2 separate regions of the Zea mays genome follow, and region 2 is linked to region 1. Evidence: chromatin contacts called from public Hi-C data. All regions are on one chromosome and are shown on one strand. The core of a region is the stretch at or near the end of the contact, and the rest is flanking DNA. Distances in the headings are between cores, read along the strand shown.

Evidence for each region. A called contact is a pair of places that touch in the nucleus more often than the background predicts.
Region 2: a Hi-C map of ear shows a contact between it and region 1, with 2.2 times the contacts expected there. The contact joins the promoter of LOC100216925 here to the enhancer-like site in region 1. A contact is called at or near these places in 3 of 25 Hi-C or Micro-C datasets (ear, leaf and tassel).

What each region holds. Positions count from the first base shown.
Region 1 is chr4:16,845,811-16,851,753 of Zm-B73-REFERENCE-NAM-5.0, reverse strand. No RefSeq gene overlaps it. Among protein-coding and RNA genes, the nearest start is that of LOC100216925, 64 kb to the left of the region's middle. Within about 2 kb of position 3,498, at least 18 of the 20 cell types and tissues checked have an H3K27ac peak or open chromatin away from gene starts, as enhancers often do. A contact at or near this core is called in ear, leaf and tassel, where this site is marked.
Region 2 is chr4:16,909,601-16,915,794 of Zm-B73-REFERENCE-NAM-5.0, reverse strand. It overlaps LOC100216925, which reads left to right and starts at 3,063. Exons shown (of 4, transcript NM_001143310.1): 1 at 3,063-3,370; 2 at 3,570-3,652; 3 at 3,758-4,249; 4 at 4,345-4,950. The coding sequence starts at 3,185. The coding sequence ends at 4,708.

The DNA of each region.
Region 1 (5,943 bases), core at 2,249-4,748:
GAAGAAAAAAAGGGATAAAGATGGTCCTGCAGTCGAACTGAAGCAGATCAGAGGGAGCAAAATATCTGCAGCAAAAGATCTCCCTCCACTAGAGCTTCTAGCCATTTCCAGGCAGGCTGTGGTAGAAATAAAGTTACCTCACATGAAAAACCTATCTAAAGTTTCACCTGCCATAGCTCCAACACACCGAAGATAAAGTGAGAACATGAAAAACCTATCTAAAGGTGACTCAGCTGCTTAACTGTTTGAGGTGCTATCCAACATGCAGTGAAGTAGTATTTATTGGTTCACTATGTTTCACCTCGACGTGGTGACCATGTAGGAGATAAGTGGAGCATGTTGGCTCTCTTTTATCCTCTGTATATGGCCCCAAAGAAGCCCCAACTTGGTTGCAACAACTATTCCTTGTTATGGCATATGAAAGCACAAACTGAACTCCACCGAGCTCTAGCTGATTCCATGCTTTCTCCACCGCGCCACCCCACTCACATACATCTAGGTTAAGTCCTCAATCCTCCTCCACCCCTCTATGTCCCTGTGAAAGCGTGAACGCAAGATGAGCCCAAGCAGTGGTGACCACACCCACTGAAACACCCACCTCCCTGTGGTGAGCCTTCCCTAGGAGGTAATATGTTCAAATTGTTCATGTTTCATAACCCATGTGTGATGGTGATGCTGACGGTGTTGCCCTTTTGAATGCTACCATGGTATCCCGGCCAGAACGCTGTTAGGTTTGTCTACAGTTCGTCAAAATTCCCTTAAACACGAACTCGGCAGGGGTTTAGGAGTTTCTTCTCAGATTAAGATTTAGTAGGAAGGGGATCAATATGGATACCTTTGATCTTGTTGATAGGTTCCAACCATTCTACCATGAAGCATAATTGACCATACACTAGATCAGTAGAAGCTCAGACCAATGCCCACATCTCTAGCATCAATGAAATGCTGCCAAAAAGCAGAACTACCAAAAGCTTCATGATGTATATTGGATTACTTGGATTAGTTAGATCATTTCTTCACCATCATCTGTTTTCTTTCTTCCACAACCAAATTGACATAAAGTGTATTGATGTGAATTCTAAAAATAAAGTAGCACGAGATTGATCATCTAGGGTAAAACAATAACATCTAGAAAACAAAAATCTTGAAGAAAGATTTGCTTGGCACCAAGGGTGCTAGAAAAGGTTTAGTCATAAAAAGGGAAACAATTAATAGATTATATTTTCCAATTAGATAGATAGATCACTGATTTGCCCATGATCCCCTTTGTTTGAAACGTTTTGAACAAACAATTTTCACATTTCCGACAAGATCATAGGAGTTTCCAATAATCGACCTCAAGTTGGCATCAAGATGTGCAGCCGAGGTATGTTTCTAGAGGTTACAATGATCTATGAGGGGCTGATCTCATCATCATTGTTAGAAAATTAACCGATAACCTTAACTGTTTGAACCTCAATTAATTCATTATTAACATGGTTTTCACACCCGGATTTAAGGGCAAACCCAGGCGCGAATCACATGTGTGCTAGGATCAAGTCTCACACATATGATGACTTATGGTACTGAAACGAATGTTCCATCTTTACTATATAATAGGAGTTTTGTACAAAATAGCTAAATAATTACATCATACGAAGACAACGATCCTCTGCAACCATAGTTGACTTGGAGACGACGGCCTAGACCTCTCATGAACTCATCGCGACATCCTTCATGCTCCACATCTTGGCGGTACCTGTCCTTGACCTGGGGGCATGAGTACAACAAGAGTGAGCTCACATATATTCATCACTCAACAAGTTGTGGGGAATAATGTGCATGAGCTCACTTACGGTGGGGGCTCATGTGAAGTGTAAGGCTTATCAAAGAAGATGAATAAAGCTGAGCATTGCTTTTAAAGTTGGTCAAAATTTATTTGCATTTACTAAGGGTAAGTAGATACCATCCCAAATAAATAAGAGATCAAAATTAATAATAATCCTGTAATGCAATGCAAATGACAGATTAAGTTTAATTCCATAAATCACTCATGTGAGGGCCCGAGCTGCTCATGACCGTGAGCACGACTGATATATCAATTTTACACTCTACAGAGGTTGCACATATTTACCCACAAGACGTGTTTCCCGATTAGCCAGGGTTAGCTAGACCCTTAGACACTTCCGAGGTGAATGACTAGGGATCCACTAGGAGGCCTTTACAAAGTTCCACTAAAGGAGAGAACCCACTATGGATTCCAGGCCGAAGGCGATGTAGGAATCCCTCGTTCAGAAAGCTAAAAATACAGTTCGACTCGAAGACCTCCCTACACCTGCACTCCTCCACCCCGCTTGCCCCTTTTAGGAAAGGATTAACTCACACTAGCTTTCCTAATTATTCAGCCAAGGGTGTCCCATTCCACCCTTGTGGTAGCACTGTTTTCCTGGATGGTCGCTCCATGTTCCACTTAACATAATAATCTTATCATGAACAATAATTAAACAAACAATATTAATGGAACATGATCATAATTCAGTATAACATTAATCCCAAAACCAGGTAGAGCAATAGCATGTCTACCCAATAGTTCATTTGTTTGCAAGGTGTGGGGTAAACAAAACAAGTGAAACCTATTAGGTCCCATCAAATCAAACTGAGCATGTCACAGTGATTAATAGAAACATTATTAGGTAAAGAAGAGTGATCAAGGGCACAACTTGCCTATTTGGTGCAACTCCAGGTACTTCTCCAATGTAGAATGTAGGTGCATCGCAACCTCGCTTCTATCGTAGCAATACATATAGAGAGGCAAAGACTAGGTAAAAATAAAATTACATCAAAACATATGAACAAAAAATGTAATAATATTCTACGCATTGCTACAAGATTGTAGATTCGAGAATTACAAAAATCGGAGTTACGATAAAAAAAAGATTTGGTTTTCGAAAGACCTACGTGATTAAACAATTAAAACTAGGTCTTACGTTCATTTTATAAATCATGTGAGAAATATAATCTAAAGAAATAACTAATTCAGCTTTAATCCAAATTATAACTTGAGTAGAGATCATATCTTAGTCAGATTATAATTATGGAAAGATTAAGCAAGATTACTCCACTAAACATAGGCTAAATAAATATATAATTATAAAATTGTATAATATGATAAAGATATTGTTGTTATAGTGTAGGTAATTTTATTACGGCGCCAACACAATTTAAATGAATTAAATCGGAGCTACAACGCAAAAGATATGAATTTAATAAGATTTGGATTGATTTTGTATTAGAAATCTATATTCAGGGATCTGTTTGTGAGAAAATCGGGACTTGAATGTAATTACTAGTGTAAATGGGAGGGCTCGGGTGTAAAGCTGTTACCCCAGGACAATGGGTTGAGGTTCCAAACAGCCTAGGGTCAATTCTGCAAAGATGCGGACATATGTGTAATGGTCTTTGTATAGTAGTGGATTGCGAGTGAAATAGAGATAAATGGAGGGGCTCTTTTGCACTATTCCGAGGCCGAAGGGGATGGGGCGCGCTGAGCCGTCCGATCGGATCTCATCGGCCATGATTAAACTACTCTTTATCCGAACAATAAGAAGTGACGGTCGTAGGATCAAAAATCCATGGCTCGGATTTTATGAACCTGAGATCTCATCCTGCCCGTTTAGATTTAGATCATGGATTTAGATTTTCTCAATAGAATCGGTACGTTACCACTAATCAGAGTCGTCCACCAGCCGATCTACGGCCCATATTCAAGGTGTCCCCATTCCAATCATTTGCATCCATCCACGGATCGATGACTACCACACACTCGTCTCCCTTTGATCTAGTGTTCGGTGGCGCCGCTTGATTCCACGACGGAGGACACACCGGCGCCCCCATAATCCGACCGCCCTGAGCCTAAAAACTCGCATGGACTGATGCTAATCAAAGCTAAGAAGAAACTGATCCTAGGGATGGAATTATTACCGTAAATTGCAGTACGGATATTACTGGCCATGACGGAGTGCGGCACCGCGGCCATGGTGATCGCTGGAGAGCAATACTAGCCATTCCACATCACATCTTCGACCCTCCTGGCTCCGTGATCTCACGTTCTCCTCCCGAGGCCAGACCGGCGGCCAAGGTAGGATCCGACCGCGACGGCGCTCGCCAACATCCTTCTTGGTCATTTTAATTTGTTGGTGTGGTTAGCAAGGCAGGTCGAGATGGGGAGGCAGGGGCCAAGTTTTATAGTACATGGCGAGGGCTAGCGAGGATCACGGAGGGTCCCAACTAACCGAATTTGTAGGACTTTAGTTCGCGATGTCCGCGCGACAAGCTCGGTGCGAGGAGGTTGAAGGAAGTCCTGACGCGGCGGCCCCACCAGGCAGTGATACGCGGTCGCGCGCGAGTGAAGGCCCTCGCTGACCAGGCGAGTCCCGCGTGGCGGTGTCCTGGCACGCGCGGTGTGGGTCGAGCATGGGAACCGACTTGGTCGACCAAAGCGGTGAAGGAGTAAAGGGAGAGTTGGGCAGGCTTGTGGTCTGTTGGATATGCAAACTAACACAACACGAGGGTACAAGTCGAAGCTATAATTCAGAGAGCTTCGGCATGACAACGCCTTGAGACGAAGGGCAGCACCGACTTAAAGAGTAAAAGACTGTTTAGTCCTTGTTGATTTGTGTTTTGGTTATGATTAGTTATCGAGGATACAAATGTAATTTTGTCCGGGCTGCGTCCCGTGCCTATAAATAGATGAACAGTACTCCAGTACTATTCACGCTGACTGGTATTCACTCGCACGTCACTCTTGGACTTATACCTTCTATCAAGGCGAAGGTATAAATGTAATTCATTATTATTAATTTTTGTACATGATGAGATAATGAAAATACAATTCAAGATAATTGCTCATATTATCTTCCATGTTTCATATGCTTCTCTACTTTCATTATTATATGCTGAGATGATGAAGGTATGTCCTTCATAACCTTCGTCTGAAGATCATTATATCCTTAGAGAGATAATGCTTCGAAGGATGAAGGTCTTTAACCATTAACATTTTGTGTTGTCTTGTTCTTAACTCATAGCATTTGAGAACAAGTCTCCAACATTGGCGCCCACCTATGGTGAACTCACTTCCACTGTTGAGCTGATGGCTTCGTTTAACAACGAAGTTGTAGCACCTTTGGTTACGAAGCTGGAGCTCCCAATCATGGGTGGTTCAAGTTCAGAGTCAGCCAACAAGAAGCAGAAGAAGGAAGCACAGAGAAGAGTGCAGCATGTTGGGGTGCAAGGACCGTTCGTCAGGTCCAAGTGGTCCCACATCCCAATCACCTTCTCCCAGGAGGATCTTCAGCTAAAAGACTATCCTCACAATGATGCTATGGTCATATCTTGTGTCATTAAGGGATTTCTGGTCCACAATGTTCTAGTTGACACAGGCAGTGCAGCGGACATTATATTTGCAAAGGCTTTCAGGCAGATGCAAGAACCAGATGACAAGATTCATGATGCTACACACCCTCTTTGTGGCTTCGGAGGATGGCAGATTGTGGCACTTGGCAAAATCACAATGTCAGTTACCTTCAGTTATGTCCACAACATAATAACTGAGCAAGTTGTTTTTGACATTGTCGACATGGAATACCCGTACAATGCAATCATTGGTCAAGGAACACTTAATGCCTTCGAAGCAATACTTCATCCAGCATACTTATGCATGAAGATACCTTCGGAACAAGGGCCCACTGGCATCCATGGAAGTTAAGAAGCTGCCAGAAGGGCCGAAGGGAGTTGGACAGATTCAAAGGCAATCCATAACATAGATGGAGCCGAAGCTTGTCAACAATATAAGCACAAAAGAGAGAAGGCTGCTTCGGCAGATCAACCAAAGCCTATGCTCCTATGTGAAGATATAGCAGATCAAAGGGTACTGCTAGGATCTCAGTTATCTGATGAGCAAGAAAA
Region 2 (6,194 bases), core at 1,814-4,313, 64 kb before region 1:
AGATTCTACAGGGTATGCCACGGCCCACCTGGCATGCCCTGTAGGTCCGCCACTGCAATTATGTAGTCATCACTGCTGGTTCTGCTTCCGGTCACCAACAGGTTGTGATACATTAGCATTGCAAGTTCAAAAACAATAGTTTTTTTCTCAAACGCGTAGGAGAGATGCATATCATTTCATTAAAAGAAGAAGAATGGGTTACAGAGACATCCACACACGCACTCACGCCACACCAAAGGAACAAATTACATAAGCGCCTGCGATTAAGAAAGGCGACCTAACTATCATGCGAAGGATCAACCCTCCACACCCTGCACCACTACTGCAAGGGCAGAGATGCCTCTTGCACTAGCCGTATCCCACTTTCAGAACTCATTTCTGGCCAAAACTAACACTGTGGACAGATTAGGAGAGACCCCATCAAAGACACAACTGTTTTTGTGCCTCCAAATGATCTAAACACCCATGATGACCAGGGAGTTAAGCCCTCTTCTAAGCATGCTATCCATTGAGTTAGAAGCTTTATTCCACTAGCCAAAGAAATTTAGATCAACTAGTTATGGAGCCAAGCCACCAAGACCCACTCTTTGGAGCACATAGAACCATAATTGCCTTTAGAAAACACATCCTACTAACAGGTCGTCGATTGTTTCCTTCTCTTAATCACTCAACAAGTAAGAAGGTGCATGTGGCAGATTTCTTTTTTCTAACTGCTCCGCCGTCTAGCACCTGCTATACGCTACAAGACAGAAGAAGAAGAAGGCACATTTAGAGGGTGCCCATGATTTCCAGATCTTGTCCCAAGCCTCAAAAGAGAGATCACCTTGGCTTCATAAGCAGTTTCAGCATAATATGCCTTTGAACTAGATAACCTACATATATGTCGATCAACGACGGCAAGGATATATAAACTCTTCCTCAACAACACAGCTCCACAACTGCATAAATTCTTGGATCACTATCCAAGAAACATTACCCCGAATGTCACTAACCCACGTGCTTCCTGTTAAAGCCTCATCTACTGTTCGCCTATTGATGATTCTTTTTAGAATCTATGAGACTATATTGGGAGCCAAGTCTTCCAAACATTGTCCCTACATCCACCTATGTTTCGAAAATAGGGTGGTGGTCCCATCCCCATCTCCAATGCAACAACCATCGAGAAGAGATTTTGAGCCACATGGTTAGCCTACAAGGCGAAGGAGACGTTAAATGTGGTGGATCTCGGATGTTCGCTACACGCTGGCCGCTTCTCCCTCCCGCACCAGGGTGGAAACTTCCCTTTTGTTCTTCCTTCCCGTCACAACTGTTCTCTCTACAACGCCTGTTCGTTCCCAACATGCTTGGTCGAAGTTGGACGCGAAGCTAGGCTCGAGGCGACCGGAGTCGAGCGGGCCCGACGGTGGATCGCTCGTCTCAGGTGGAGCCAACGACGAAGATCCTCGCAAGTGCAAGCTAGCAGCGACGACCAACTCCACCGATGATTCGTCCCAAGTCGCCATCACCAAACACCGTCCTCCAAGCTCGTATCGAGCAGAGAAAGCGAAGCCTGTTGCAGCCTCCGTCTTCGTCTTCAATTGGGTCGCCGGTCTCGATTCCTGTTGAAAGTGTCTTTCGACTGGTGAGCCGGCATTACTTTAGACATTCTTTATATGCGTGCATATACAATTGAATGAACACAACCCCCTATTGTTCTCTATATCTATTTCCCTGATTAGTTTCGATGACCAACATTGCAATAGGTTTTAGGGATTGTGATTATCACAATGTAGGTGATGTAATTTTATTATTTTCATGACTCCATGACTGGATTTCAGCACACATAAATGATTTTTTTATACAATCGAGGAGAATTTTTTTTAAATGAAAATATATCATCGAAGCAAACGAGAGCGGCCCTGAAATTCAGAGGGAGAGGAGAGAGGACGCACCAGGAGGTGAGACGGTGGATTGTGCGATGGCGGCGCCTCTCATCGTCGCTCTGCAGTCGCGTCGAGAAGAGTCGGGTGGAGTCGCGTGGTGGAGAGTCAAGGCACGGCCGTAGCGTCGAGGGATCTGACTGCGCCGTGAACCGGTAATGAGATGGAATGGGATGGAGCCGACTCCTACCGCGATGGATCACGAACCGTCCTAAACAAACAAAAGGAACGGGGTCGGATTCCGGTGAAAATGGTTACAGACCAAAATAAGACCAACAAACAACTCCTTAGGGATGTTGCTAGAGATGAAGATATAGAGCACAAAATTTTTTAGAGAAGGCTATAAAGGACATAAAATATTCTTTTATGAGACGAAATTTAAGGAACGTTGCTGGAGACCGTCTAATAATTGTACAACAATTGAATTCTTCGTTGGTTCTTCGGCTGGGAGGCCAGGTAGATGTTGATGGGTGACTGAAATAAGCTGCTACATGTCGATTCAGTAGTCTAAATGCTTTGTCCGATTGTTTATGTGGTTTGGTTTCAACAAAAATATGTTTGCTTTATTTATATCTGCATTTAATATCTGCAGGCGCGTAGGCCGCCCAATAGGCCTAAATTGATGTTCAAACATTTTAGAGATCACTTTTTTAGCAGACTGATGTGGTTTTAATTTTTAGCAACGTTTTGTTTTTCAACAATCCCCAATAACAGATTTTGGGGGGGAAAATTAGTGATCTCTCGGAGTTGCTCAGATACAATACAAGCAAACGAGAGCGGCCCTGAAATTCAGAGCCAGGCTTGAACCGGAAGTGAACCAAAAGTCCCCTGAATTTCTTACCATACCAATGCAGATAAAGCGCGCGCTGATAATTATGAGGTCACGCGCACTAAACAAAAATTTAGCCGCATGGCCCAAAGTCCCACTCGCAGCTAGAACCGATACTTCTGCTAAAAAAGAACATAAAAGTAGAGATATGGAATGGTCATCTCAAAGTCAAGCTCTATCATACCATGGGGTAGTTGTCCTTGTCCCGTCAATCCACCATGAACAGTGCAAGGTCTTAGGTCAAGTCTTCTTTATTTGTTTTTCCTTCCTTCTTGTACAGTACCAGACTACCAGTACCACACCACTCCTTTCCTGCCTCTCTCTCTCTCTCTCTCTCTCTCTCTCTCTCTTCTCTTCTTTCCTCACCTCCGACGGCTGAACAAGCGAAACTGCGAAAAGCAGCAACAGCAGGTAGGTATAGTGATCCTCCTCCTCCATGGGGAACGCCCTCAAGTGCTTCACGGGAGAAGAAGAAGGCCACCACTTCCACGGGCGCAGAGACCGCTACCCCTACTACCAGCCGCAGTCCTACAGTGGTGGCGATCCACATCCACCGGCCGCTGCTCATCAGCAGGGTCTAGCAGCCCCCCATGGCTTCGTAACCTTCGTCCCCGTCACGCAGGTTTCAATCCACATCCAGTGACATGCATACTGTGCTGTTCCTTTGTTTCCCTTCCCCTTTTCTGTGTCCCTACTCCCTACTCCCTGGCTACTGTGTGTGTGTGTGCATCTATTTGTGAATGTGAGTTTGTGACTGAGCCAGAGCAGTTGCTACAATCTTGTGATTTGAATGTTGGGCGCGATTGGGTAATTTCTGGCAGGCTGCTGGTCCAAACGCCGGGCACCAGCAGAGGAGCAGTGGGGTTCATGACAGAAGACCGGTGGCTTCTAAGTATGAATCCAAGTGAGACGCTGCTCTGCTCTTTGTTGCTTCGTCCCTCAGATAATTATTGCAACGCACTAGCTCATTTCGCTATCTATCTATCTATCTACCTTTGTTCACACACAGCACCGAGGACATCGACGAATCGTCTGCCGAGGGCCTGTGCAGCGCCAAGAGCTACGCCAAGGCGAACCCGCTGCTGATCCAGGTGCCGGTGCTGGGAACCACCAGGAAGTTCTGGCGGCTATCCGACAAGGCCACAAGGATCACGCGAAAGCTCGCGCTGATCTTGAGGAGCCACCACGCCGTCGGCAAGCACCTCGCCACGCCCCTGCAGGTGTCTAATGTCTGGATCGGGAGCACCGGTGGCAGCGTCAAGCTAAGAGGCGTCAGCTTCACCGCCAAGGGCTTCGGCATCGAGCGCGTGAGAGACGACTACAGGCAGCTGTCCAGGCTCCTGCACGCGATCATCAGAATCTCCGGTGGGGGTGATACCGCCATCGCCAGGCTGCCTCCCGACTACCGCGAGTTCCTCGCGCTCCTGGGGAGGGACACCCTCGCCATGGAAGACGAGTTCTTGATCGTCAACAACGCCGCGCTGCTGCCGATGAAAAACCGGTGAGAATTTTGTTTCCGACGACTGCCATTTTGAAGAAGAAGAAGAAGAAAAGCAGGCTCATTTCTGTTACTTGTGTGATTCTACATTTTCGCAGCACGGAGGCCTTCCTGATGCTGCACGACAGGATCGTGAAGTACCTCGGCCGCACGGACCGACAGAAGAAGAGGAGGATCCTCTCCGGGCTCCCCTACCAGAGCGACTGGCTGGATACGGCCAGGGCGAACAAGCGGATCAACCAGTGGGTCATGAACGTCCAGCACGAGTACAAGGGAACGCACCAGTCCGACATGCTGCGGCTCAACAGGAATGTGAGGAGCCACCTGCATGAGCACAAGGACGACGACGGCATCGAGGAGGCCCTGTACTGCGAGTGGCCCGAGCTGCTCATGGCCATGGTGAAGCTGTTGCACCAGGAAGGCGAGCTCGAGGCCACTGACATTGAGAACAAGTTCGGCTAGTCCATCGTCCTGCCGAAGAACAGATGTGCTAGGTAGCTCTGCACTGCGGTTTCTGAATCTACTGTTGGTGTTGGCACGCTTTCAGTGAGAAAGTTTATGGTGATGGCCTGATCGCGGGTGATATGCTACCTGGTTTATGTAATGTAATATAGGCTCCGTACTTTCTTGAATTCTCTGGACTTGAAGGCAAAAGGTTGGGGTCAGCTTTATATAATGTTGCCTTGAAACTCAAAGTTGTACTCGATCTTTTGTGGGTGTCTTGTTTTCGTTTTGATGAATGGATTGTTCATGGTGGCAAGGCCAACGCAGGCAGAAACCAGACGTTAGTTGGCTTCTGAAAAAGCAGTGTAACAGCTAGGTATTGACGAAGTCAAACGAATACTTCTCCGACTAGTTTTATGGGTCCACATGTAAGCTTCTTTTTCTACACTGTGGTGTCATATTTCTACCGAAGCCTATGTAGCTTGCACAGGTAGCTCCGTGGCTGTGAAGGGTTACAATTTCGTTTTATAATTTTCGAAAACCGTTTTGTTGATCAAAACTTGACTTTCATATTTTCAAATTCTAAACCTGAATACAGCTAAAACCAAACCAGTTTCGTTTCTCGGTGAGTAGCGGTAACGGAGAATTTTATTAGAAACCGCTGCTTACCGAGCGAGATGGTAATCCATTGTCACACCCGGATTTAATGGTCAATCCGAACGCGAATCAAATATCTGCTGAGAACAAATCTCACACAAATGATAACTCATGGTACATGAACGAATGTCACATCTTTACTATATAATAAGAGTTATGTACAAAATAACTAAATAATTACATCATACAAAGACGACGATCCAACAACCACAGTTGATTGAGAGACGATGACCTAAACCTCTCACGAACTCATCGCGGCATCCTTTATGCTCCTTATCTTGTGGTACCTATTCTTGACCTGAGGATGTGAGTACAGTAAGGGTGAGCTCACATACGTTCATCACTCAACAAGTTGTGGGAAATAATGTACATGAGCTTACTTACAGTGGAGCTCATGTGAAGTGTAAGGATTATCAATAGAGATGGTTAAAGCTGAGCATTGCTTTTAGAGTTGGTCAAAATTTTATTAGCAGTTACTAAGTATAAGTAGATCCAACTCAAATAAATAAGAGATCACAATTAATAATAACACCCACAATGCAATGCAAATCTATACTAACAATTAAGGGCAGTGTGTAGACCGCCCCCGCCTCCGAAAACCACGCGCCCGCTCCACGGAAACCCCGCAAACCGCCCGCCAACCCCGGCAGCCCGACCTCCATATTCATCGCCGCCGCAAACCGCACCCAACCCCGCCCGCCCGACCTCCGTATTCACATCGCCGCCGTGCCGCAAACCGCCCACCAACCCCGCCCGCCCGACCTCCGGAATCGTATCCACGGCGCGATTCCCAGAAGGATTTGGATGGGGGCGACACAATCCGTTCGCCGCGGCTACCAACAATCCC